2 separate regions of the Mus musculus genome follow, and region 1 is linked to region 2. The links are chromatin contacts, called in public HiChIP or PLAC-seq maps. All regions are on one chromosome and are shown on one strand. The core of a region is the stretch at or near the end of the contact, and the rest is flanking DNA. Distances in the headings are between cores, read along the strand shown.

Region 1 (4,378 bases), core at 161-2,660, 34 kb after region 2:
TGCAGAATTTCATGTGAGGGAATCTCTCCAACAATAGGGAGTTGTTCTAGTCTGTGAATAGTACGTGCCAGTGGCACCAGCACAGTGGGAGTTGGACATTGCTGACACTCCTGTCCCCTGGCTAGCCTCGGGTCAGCTCTATCTCCCAACTGCATTTGGCTTTAAAATTTAAAATCAAGCAAAATATATGGTAAAAAAAAAAATGTATGCTAAGCCTCATCCTTGCTACAGAAGCCTGTTTCCAACACTTCTGCACCAGAGCCCCTGTTTTCTACCACCACCCTGAGCACCCCACTAGAATAAGCGTCAAACACAAAAGCGCTTTGTCTTCTTGCCTGACCACCCCCCACTCCCAACAGTGCTTTGGTGTATTAATTTGTATACTCTGGAGAACATCGTAGGCGTCAGCAAAGCCAAGGAACAAACCAAGGGTTGAGGAGTGGTCCGGGTTGGGTTACCTTCTGAAGAAGGAGTGGTGCCTTATGAAACCTTAAGTTTGCCACTACTTGTTTGGCCGTCAGTTCTTAATGAAAAAAATTTTTTTAAAGAAGACTAATATTCGCCTCTAAAAATGGGTTCACAAACCCACTTCACTGAGCTGTTTTAAGGACTGAGATAATAGCTTCGAAGTGCCCTGTGGTATTTATGGAAAGTAACTGCAAAGTAAACTTTACAGTGCTTTTCGCCCAACCGACCAGGGAGATACTGTCTCCCAGGAATTCCACTGGAAAGAAATGAGCAAAACTTTCAAGTTTAGCAGTGTGTCGGGATCAAATGATCCAGATGCTATTTGGGAGTCAGGGTCTCCTCCACCACGCTGCAACAAAGATGCTCATCCCTGTGCAGTCCCCATCTCCGCACAAGGCTGGCTGGCCTTGCCCAGTTCAGCTTCTTTGTTGACCCTAGCAGCTCCTGGGAGGACAGGCCTCTGGAGCTTCCCAAGCCGCTTGTCCTCCACGACTTCTGGGTACCACACTGCTTGCTGATGGGGTGTTTCCTCCAGCAAGTTTTAGAGCCCGTGAGGCATCTGCCACGGTCCTTCTAGAGGGCCGTGTCCCTGTACGGGACCAGCCGCATCCACGCGGGTCTGCCCGAGACCGGACCCGACCCGACCGCTCACGGAGCCTCGCCCGCCACGCTCCCGCAGAGGCCACCCCTCAGCTTCTCGGCCGGACCTGGAGTCGTGGGAGCCGAAACCGCTATTCCACCGCGGCCCGGGCCGCTCTGTCCCCATCGGCACAGACCACACACTTCCTAGCGGCACTGAAGCGTCAACTCACCCCTGAAGAGCAGCAGCAGGAAGAAGTCAGGCAGCCGCGCGTACAGTCGAAGTCGCAGCCGCCGGCTCAGCGCCATGTCGAGGGGAATGTGAGGGGCTCAGGCTCGGAGCGGAGAACCGGCCTCGTGCGCATGCGCCCAGCCTGCTTGGACCCTGCGACCCGCCTCCAGTTTCCATAGCGACCACGCGGCCTCGGCCGAGCCGGCACCATAGTGACCGAGAAAGCTCAAGTCTGGTTGCTATGGATGCAAAGATGCTCAGTGCTTCCAGGTGCTACCTCTGTCGATGAACTTAGCGGGAAGAGAATTAAAAAGCGTGTCTGGGAGGGAGGCGGGGTAGATTTATGAAACTGTAGATTATCGCTACAGATCTAAGAAGGATTACTCCATTAAGATTTAGGGAATGATGGGGCTGGAGAGATGGCTCAGCAGTGAAGAGCACCTGTTGCTCTTACAAGGACCCAGATTCCATTCCCAGCACCCATATTGTGGTTCACAACCACCTGTAACTCCAGTTCCAGGCGATCTGACGCCCTCTTCTGACCTCTGACGGCACTAAACATGCTTGTGGTGTGTGGCACTAAACATGCAAGCACAACACTCATACACATGAAATAAAATAAATCATTTTTAAGGAAATGTGTGTTATTTTACAAATAAAATCATGACAATTTTTGAAACAGTATTTTCACACCTATAGAGGTCCTGATTCCAAAAGTAATGAAAGGAGAAAATGCTGAAATCTGCATAAATATTAGCAAGATACGCCAAGTACATAAATGCAATAAGTTGATGTAGAAGGATAATTCATTTCTATGGTAGAGCTAAAGGATACTGGTATCCCCAACAGTTTATCCTACACAATACAGGGGTAATTCTTGCCATTGAATTTTTTACTTTTTTTTTTTTTTTGACAGTTTTACTTATATAGACCTGGCCACCCTGGAACTTGAAGGCTAAATAGACCAGGCTAGCCTCAAACTCACATAAGCCCAATTTTGTCTGCTTCCAAGAGTTAGTATTAAAGGCAAGCACTACCATGTCTGGATTCTTTAAATTTTTTATAAATTTAACAATATGTATGTGTGTATATCTGCATGTGAGATGTGTGAAAATAAGTGTGGGTTCCCTGAGAGGCCAGAGGCGCAGAGTTAACAAATAGTATGCCTGGTGTGGGTGCTGAGAACTGAACTTGGGTCCTCTGGAATAGCAGCAAGTGTTCTTAACTGCTGAGCCATCTCCCCAGCCTTCTTTTTCATTTTAAAAAGGGTTCGTTATTTTATCATCATCACCATCACCATCATCACCTTTGTATGAGTACAGGAGTACATGACAGGAGGTATATGCCACAATGAGCATATGGAGGTCAGAGTTGATGATGTGGAGGTCAGAGTTCATGAAATTGACTTTCATCCACCTTTACAGGGATTCCAGGGATCAAATTCAGGTTTCCAGGCTTTAGGATCGAGGAGTGGTACCCACTAAGCCATTTTACTAGCCTTGCTCTGAATTCTGAATAGTAGGAAATAGGAAGGGTAGGGTAGGAAAACACAACAAGATCTTTTTTTTTTTTTTTTTTTTTTTTTTTTGGTTTTTCAAGACAGGGTTTCTCTGTGTAGCCCTGGCTGTCCTGGAACTCACTTTGTAGACTAGACTGGCCTCGAACTCAGAAATCCGCCTGCCTCTGCCTCCCGAGTGCTGGGATTAAAGGCGTGCGCCACCATGCCGGGCCACAGCAAGATCTTATAAGCAGGTGATGAGAAGGGCAAAAATGAGCTGAAGCTGAGCTGTGGTGGCGCGTCCCTTTAATCTCTGCACTCAGGAGGTGGAGGCAGGTGGATCTCTGTGAGTTTGAGGCCAGCCTAGTCTATAGAATGAGATCTAAGACAGACAGGGCTACATAAATAAACTATCTCAAAACAACAACAAAGAACTGGACATTAGACCTAAGGAAATCAGGCAATCTGAAGTTATTTAAAACAATGGAAAACTCTTGAGAAAGGTTAGCTGTACCGTGTTTAACATTAGAAAGAGCATCCCTAAGATTCCAGAAACAACACCATTAAAACAGAATTCTGAGCCTGTGAGAAAGTGTGCCAGAGTTCCCAACAGCCGATATTATTATTCAATGGGTAACAAAATAATATTTCAAGAAATTTGAAAGAGAAAGGTCACGGCTAAGCATGCTTGAATTTTCATTTCCACATGACCTTCAGTCTGCATTTTATAAATGTTCAAACCTTTATAAATGTGAATTGATTGCTTCACCACAAACCCAGAAGGAAAAAAAAAACTAATTCCAAATGTCAGGATAAAAATTTAAAATAACCTGTTATGATGCTACTTGTCTTCTACTGACCTTCTGTTTCTGGTCATCATGTGTGTAAGTCATAGGGAAATGTGTGCAAATGGTATTTCTCATGCTGGCCCCTCTCTCTGCATTAAACACAAGTCAAAGTGGAGTTTCCTGCAAGTTTCCCGTAAGCCTAATTTTTGGGGGGTTATTTGTTTTGATTCTTTTTCTGCTCTCTTTTTCCTCTGGCTATGTGCTCAGTCGTATTTACCTCACTGAAGAAACTGATCTGATTCCTTGGGGACCATGAGATGGCATCTGACTGTAGACAGAGCACCTTTATTTAGAAGCCAAAGCTTCCTTTCTTCTGCTAAATTCCTGTGTTTGCATTATGAAAATGGTTCTTTCTGTTAAATGCCCTTCTGTTTTAGAGTCTCTTTTGAAATTCAGGCAGAGATTACAAGAAAAGGCTTCATGAATATTCTGTAAAGGGCAGAGGTTCCTGGGAGAGAGGGTGGCAGGTGCTTCACTGTAAAGTTCTGACTTCCCTCCATAGCAGAGTTCCCCATGTCATTAGTAGTGTCTAAAGTGTGTTCTTGGAATGGAAATGCAAGTGGAGATGCTGCAAGGCAGGGTAACACATTTGTCTGTGATGTGGTCTGTTCGTCCTGCAGAAATCGAACTCTGCTCAGCATGAATAAGCTCAATGAGGTCAGAAGCAATGTTCTGGAAGCATTTGGTAAGTAGAGCTGGGAGTCTGTGCCTTTAACCACACCACAATTCATCTGACTGTGTTTTATTCTACTG
Region 2 (4,885 bases), core at 726-3,225:
TATTTTTGATGTGGTAGTGGTTGCAAGGCCTTTCATATATGCTAAATTTACCAAGCTAGATATTACATATTTAAAATATACACAGTTTGTCATATGGCAATTTATACCTCAACTGTTTGTTTTTTTTTTAAACTCCAAACCCAAAAGTTCATACTGACCGTGAACCGATTAAAACAGTAACTGGAGAACAGAGATGAACTAATACAACCATGTCTTCCTAGGGAAGGCTGAGGGAAGGGAAATGAGTTTGCCCCGTTTACACCCTTCCTGTATTCCCCATACTGGCATCCTAGCCAACAATACCAATTTTTAACTCAACTAACTGAAGACATCCATGAAAGGTTTCATTTTTCTGCTGTCTCTGTAGAATCCTAAGGAAATAAAATAGATGAAAAAATCATAAAAAAAAAAAGGAAAACAGGGTAAGATGTAGCTACATAACAGCATTAACGTAGCATATAGGAGGCCCGAGTTTCATCTACCGCATAAAAGAAAGGTGGAGGGGAGGGAGGGGAAGGGAAAACGGCCTCACTGAGAAATCAATCTCACGTCAACATTCTCATCACAGAAAAGCAACTTAAAATGGGCTATATGAATAAGCATGGTAACAAATGCCTGTAATCCCATACTGTAGAGACTGAGGCAGGAAAGATACAAGTGTGAAGCCAACCTGGGCTGCACAATGAGATTCAGGCCAGCCAGGGCAACAGAGTAGCAAACCAACAAAATCCCAAACCAATCATCACCAACTTCCACCTTCCCCCACCCAAAAACGCTGTATATTCAGCGTCAAAAATGGAAATGTGTTTCAAACCAGACAATCTAAACTATTATATTTATGTATGTACATCAATTTTATGCATATATATTTACATATATTCTTATATAGAATTCCCTCGAGTGCTTGTTCTGTGCCAGCCACCACTTTCCTAAACAACTTTTATATTCCTCCCAACTATCCTAGAAGGTGCCTACTGTGAGCACCCAAACTGCAGACTTGGAAATTCACTCAGCAGGATATGTCGTCACTTGTGGATCAGGTGAAGGGGAGAAACCCAACAGGGTCTCCAAGAGCAGGCGAGCAGAGTGCATAAGCCACACACAGTTAACACAATCTGTCTTCACACGTATAAGATGATAACTGACATCTTCAGAGTGAGAAAGGAAGGATGGAGACTAGAAACCCTGCCTCCTGGGAGGACTGAAGCAGCAGACTGGTACTAAAGAAAACTTAGTATGCTGTCATGTATGTGGTAGGAAGGAGCTAGAGTGTCCAGAGCTCCTGAATAAATCACAAGTTCGTTAACGAAGCACTCCAGTCAAGGGCACCTGAAAGAGAGCACTCTGGCCACCACCACCCCCATCACCCCCAGCCATCGAAGCTTGCACAGGAATTAGCATGTAACGGGCTCGTAACTGTGCTGCTGTGGGACTCTTGAGAAGTGAACCGTTCACTGACAGTAGCTGACGCTGTGCTTCTGGACCTGGGTGAATAGAGGCCCACCACCATCCATCATACACTTGGGGTGTTACTGTTTCTCATTTATGAGAAACTGAAATGAGTGCCTATCTTATAAAGGAATTGACATCATTAAGGGTTGCATATAACAACTCATAAAATTCCTACTATATAGCGAATACTCAATAAAAACTGAAATAATGAAAAAATTAGCCCAGTATTATGATCTGATTGCTTTTTAAGCTAGTGAGAGGTACTGCTGTAGTGGATGGAAAGCCCTACCAAAAGAACACTATGTCCCGATAGAAGCACCAAGAAGCTCGCTTATTTTCTATTATACTTACAATACTTCCTGGTTCCAGAGAAAAAGGAATGCCTCGTCTAAACCCAGACATTCTACATGAAGACAAGCCGAAATTCCTAACGTCTTGGGTCACACCCCAATGTTCTCAACTTTAGGATCTAGAGCTATTGCATCACTTCCTGGGGAGACGGTAAACAAACAAACAATCAGCAAGCAGCTGGAGAGATGACTCAGCAATTAAGAGCGCAAACTGCTCTTACAGCTGACCTGAGCTGGACTCCCAGCACCCACATGAGGCAGCTTACATCTGCCATTACCAGTTTCTGCCCTCTTCAGAGCGCTGTAGGCACTACTCTCAGATGTACATATGTACACACACACACACACACACACTTACACATGCACACGCGTACATAATGTAAACCATTTTAAAAACTCAGTAACTATACACACTATGTAAAAAGGGCCAAAGAAACAGTCCTATGCAAGTCCAGGCTGGAGAACCAATATCTACTAAGATTATTCATGACTGACTCAAAGGTAGTGTCTTAGTTTGGGTTTTACTGTTGTGAAAAGAAACCATGACCAAGACAACTGATATAAAAGCAATATTTGCCGGGTGTGGTGGCGCATGCCTTTAATCCCAGCACTCGGGAGGCAGAGGCAGGCAGATTTCTGAGTTCGAGGCCAGCCTGGTCTACATAGTGAGTTCCAAGACAGCCAGGGCTATACAGAGAAACCCTGTGTCAAAAAAAAAAACCACACACACACACACACAAAATAGCAATATTTAATGGGGGCTGGCTTACGGTTTCAGAGGTTCAGTCCATTATCATCAGGGCAGGAAGCATGGCAGTGTGCAGGAAGACATGGGTTTGGAGGAGCCAAGAGTTCTACATCTTGACCTAGAGGCTGCCAGGAGGAGGGTATCTTTCCCCCACTGAGCAGAAGCCTGAATCCTAGGAGACCTCACAGCCTGCCTGCACAGTGACACACTTCCTCTATCAAGGCCACACCTATTCCAACAAGGCCACACCGCCTAATAATGCCACTTCCCTTGGGTCAAGCATATTCAAAGCACCACAGGCAGCTGCATCTCAAGGAAGTCCCCAGAGCAACTTGTAGCTGCTTCCCAACTGGAGTCCACCGTAAGCACGAATAACCCACAAAAAGCTACACCCTTAAAGAATCCCCACACACTCACAGGCAGCGATGCCACTCTAGAGTCCCCTGTACCAAGTGTTTACCTCTTATCTAACCTCAGGGAAGGAGACACACTGAGGATCTTGTGAGTCCGGTAGTCAGAGTCCCCCACTACAAAGGATTAACAGGCTGCTTGAGGGTCTCCTGAGAGCGACCACAGCCACTCCAGAACAGCTGTTAAGTCCAGAACAAGTTAAGTAACATAAACAGGAGAATGCTGACTGCACACTATAGCTCAGGGGTTCTCAACCTTTCTAATGCTGTGACTATCATACATGTCTTCCTGTTGTGATAATCCCATCTTAAAGTTATTTTTGGTGTTATTTCACAATGTAATTTCGCAACCAGTGTAAATATTAAATATAAATCACTGATATGTAGGGTGGTCTTAGGTAACGCCTATAAAAGGGTCCTTTGACACCCCCAGGGGTTCAGGACCCACAGTCTGAGAATCACTGCTGAAGCTGAATTCTGGACTTACAGTTATAGAATCAAGAACCTACTTAATGATGCTCCATGGGATACTCAGTGGTTCCCAGGGCACAGCACTTACTATGGAACTGGAGTGGAAAATCCACAGTTTAATTTGCATCTGAATGTCAAAACCATTCTGTAAATAATGCCACATTAACTCAGCATTCCACCGAGTAATACTTGAGAAGCCCCTCACTAAGACATCACTGTTAGCTGCTTCTGATTGTTCTACTTTACAGGAGAAGAATAGAGAAGCAACGTGTTTACACTGCAACCTGTCAGGGGCATCATCTTCCTTAATTATAAGCATCACCAAGCACAGCAGCATGCTGACCGCTCACACTGAGCACCGTTTATTGTAAAGAGGCATAAGACATCTCTATGATTCTGGAGAATTAATTTTAAGCTCAGTTCATTCACTGTTTTGCTCAGAAGATGTTTATATAAAAGCCAAGTGTCTCAGAAGCAGCGGTGTGATGCCGTGGATTTTGAGCTCTCACTCCAGTGCTCACGGCCATTTTGACTTGGATTTAGCCTTCTACCTAAGAGGCAAATGATTATAACGTTTCCTGTCCTAAGACAGCAAATATTAAATAAGACAGCACAGACAAAGGGCAGTACCCGACACACTTGAGAGCATCTGGCTTACGCTAGCCATGATTGTGCTATTGGAGGATGATTTTACACGTGCTGAGTTATCAGTGATACCCAAATTCCAGACTGACCTCAAGGAACCTATTACTAACAGGCAAACAGAATTCCACGTGTAAATAAAAGACTGGGTACTTGTACGTACTCTTAAGGAGAAAAAGAGTCAAACCAGGTAGAATCACACATCTATACTCCCAGCATATGGGAGGTGGGGGCATGGAGGCAGGGTTAGAAGGACTAGGAGTTCAAAGTCAAGGTCATCCAGAGCTACAAGGCCGAGTTAGATGTCACCATCATATAGACCACACACACACACACACACACACACACACACACACACGGGGGGGGGGGGGGGGAGGGTGAAGGGCAGGAAAGAGTGAGAGGGGAGGCATGGGGGAGGGGAGATATAACATGAATATGAGTGTCTAATTATGAACTTTTAAATCTGCTATCCCTCATTTAATTTTTAGTTCTCCATAGGGTTTTCCTCACCATCTGGGACATCAATTAAAGCAGGTCTGAAAAGCCTTCATAATTTTCCTATATCACACCTCCTCCTCACCAAGAAAGGCTCTGTGGGTGGAAAGCAGCAAGGAACACTGTATGCTATGTACAAAGCAAACACCTTCCAGAAGATACGGCCTTGCAGAAGAGCTAAGAAATTTGTTTGGATTGGAATAAAAATATAGGATCCTTTTTTTTTTTTTTTTTTTTTTTTTTGTGCACGGATAACAGCTAACTTTTTTAAGGCAGAAGGAGCAGGATTAACTTCAAGTACCTTTCTTATCAGAAAT

The links. HiChIP or PLAC-seq counts read pairs in DNA pulled down with a chosen protein or histone mark.
Region 1: a contact with region 2 is called in an H3K27ac HiChIP or PLAC-seq map of epiblast stem cells. The contact joins the promoter of Jam3 here to the enhancer-like site in region 2. A contact is called at or near these places in 2 of 39 promoter capture datasets (embryonic stem cells and macrophages), 8 of 484 Hi-C or Micro-C datasets (cerebral cortex, cortical neurons, embryonic fibroblasts and 5 more), 7 of 115 datasets of contacts at active chromatin or transcription factors (embryonic forebrain, embryonic hindbrain, embryonic midbrain and 4 more) and 3 of 9 other capture datasets (adipose tissue, liver and pancreatic islet).

Annotation. Positions count from the first base shown.
Region 1 is chr9:27,154,011-27,158,388 of GRCm38.p6, forward strand. Jam3 (junction adhesion molecule 3) reads right to left here and starts at 1,411. Exons shown (of 9, transcript NM_023277.4): 1 at 1,281-1,411. The coding sequence starts at 1,356.
Region 2 is chr9:27,119,481-27,124,365 of GRCm38.p6, forward strand. All of the region lies in intron 1 of Jam3 (junction adhesion molecule 3), which reads right to left. Among named protein-coding and RNA genes, the nearest start is that of Jam3, 33 kb to the right of the region's middle. Within about 2 kb of position 1,976, at least 17 of the 459 cell types and tissues checked have an H3K27ac peak or open chromatin away from gene starts, as enhancers often do. A contact at or near this core is called in epiblast stem cells, where this site is marked.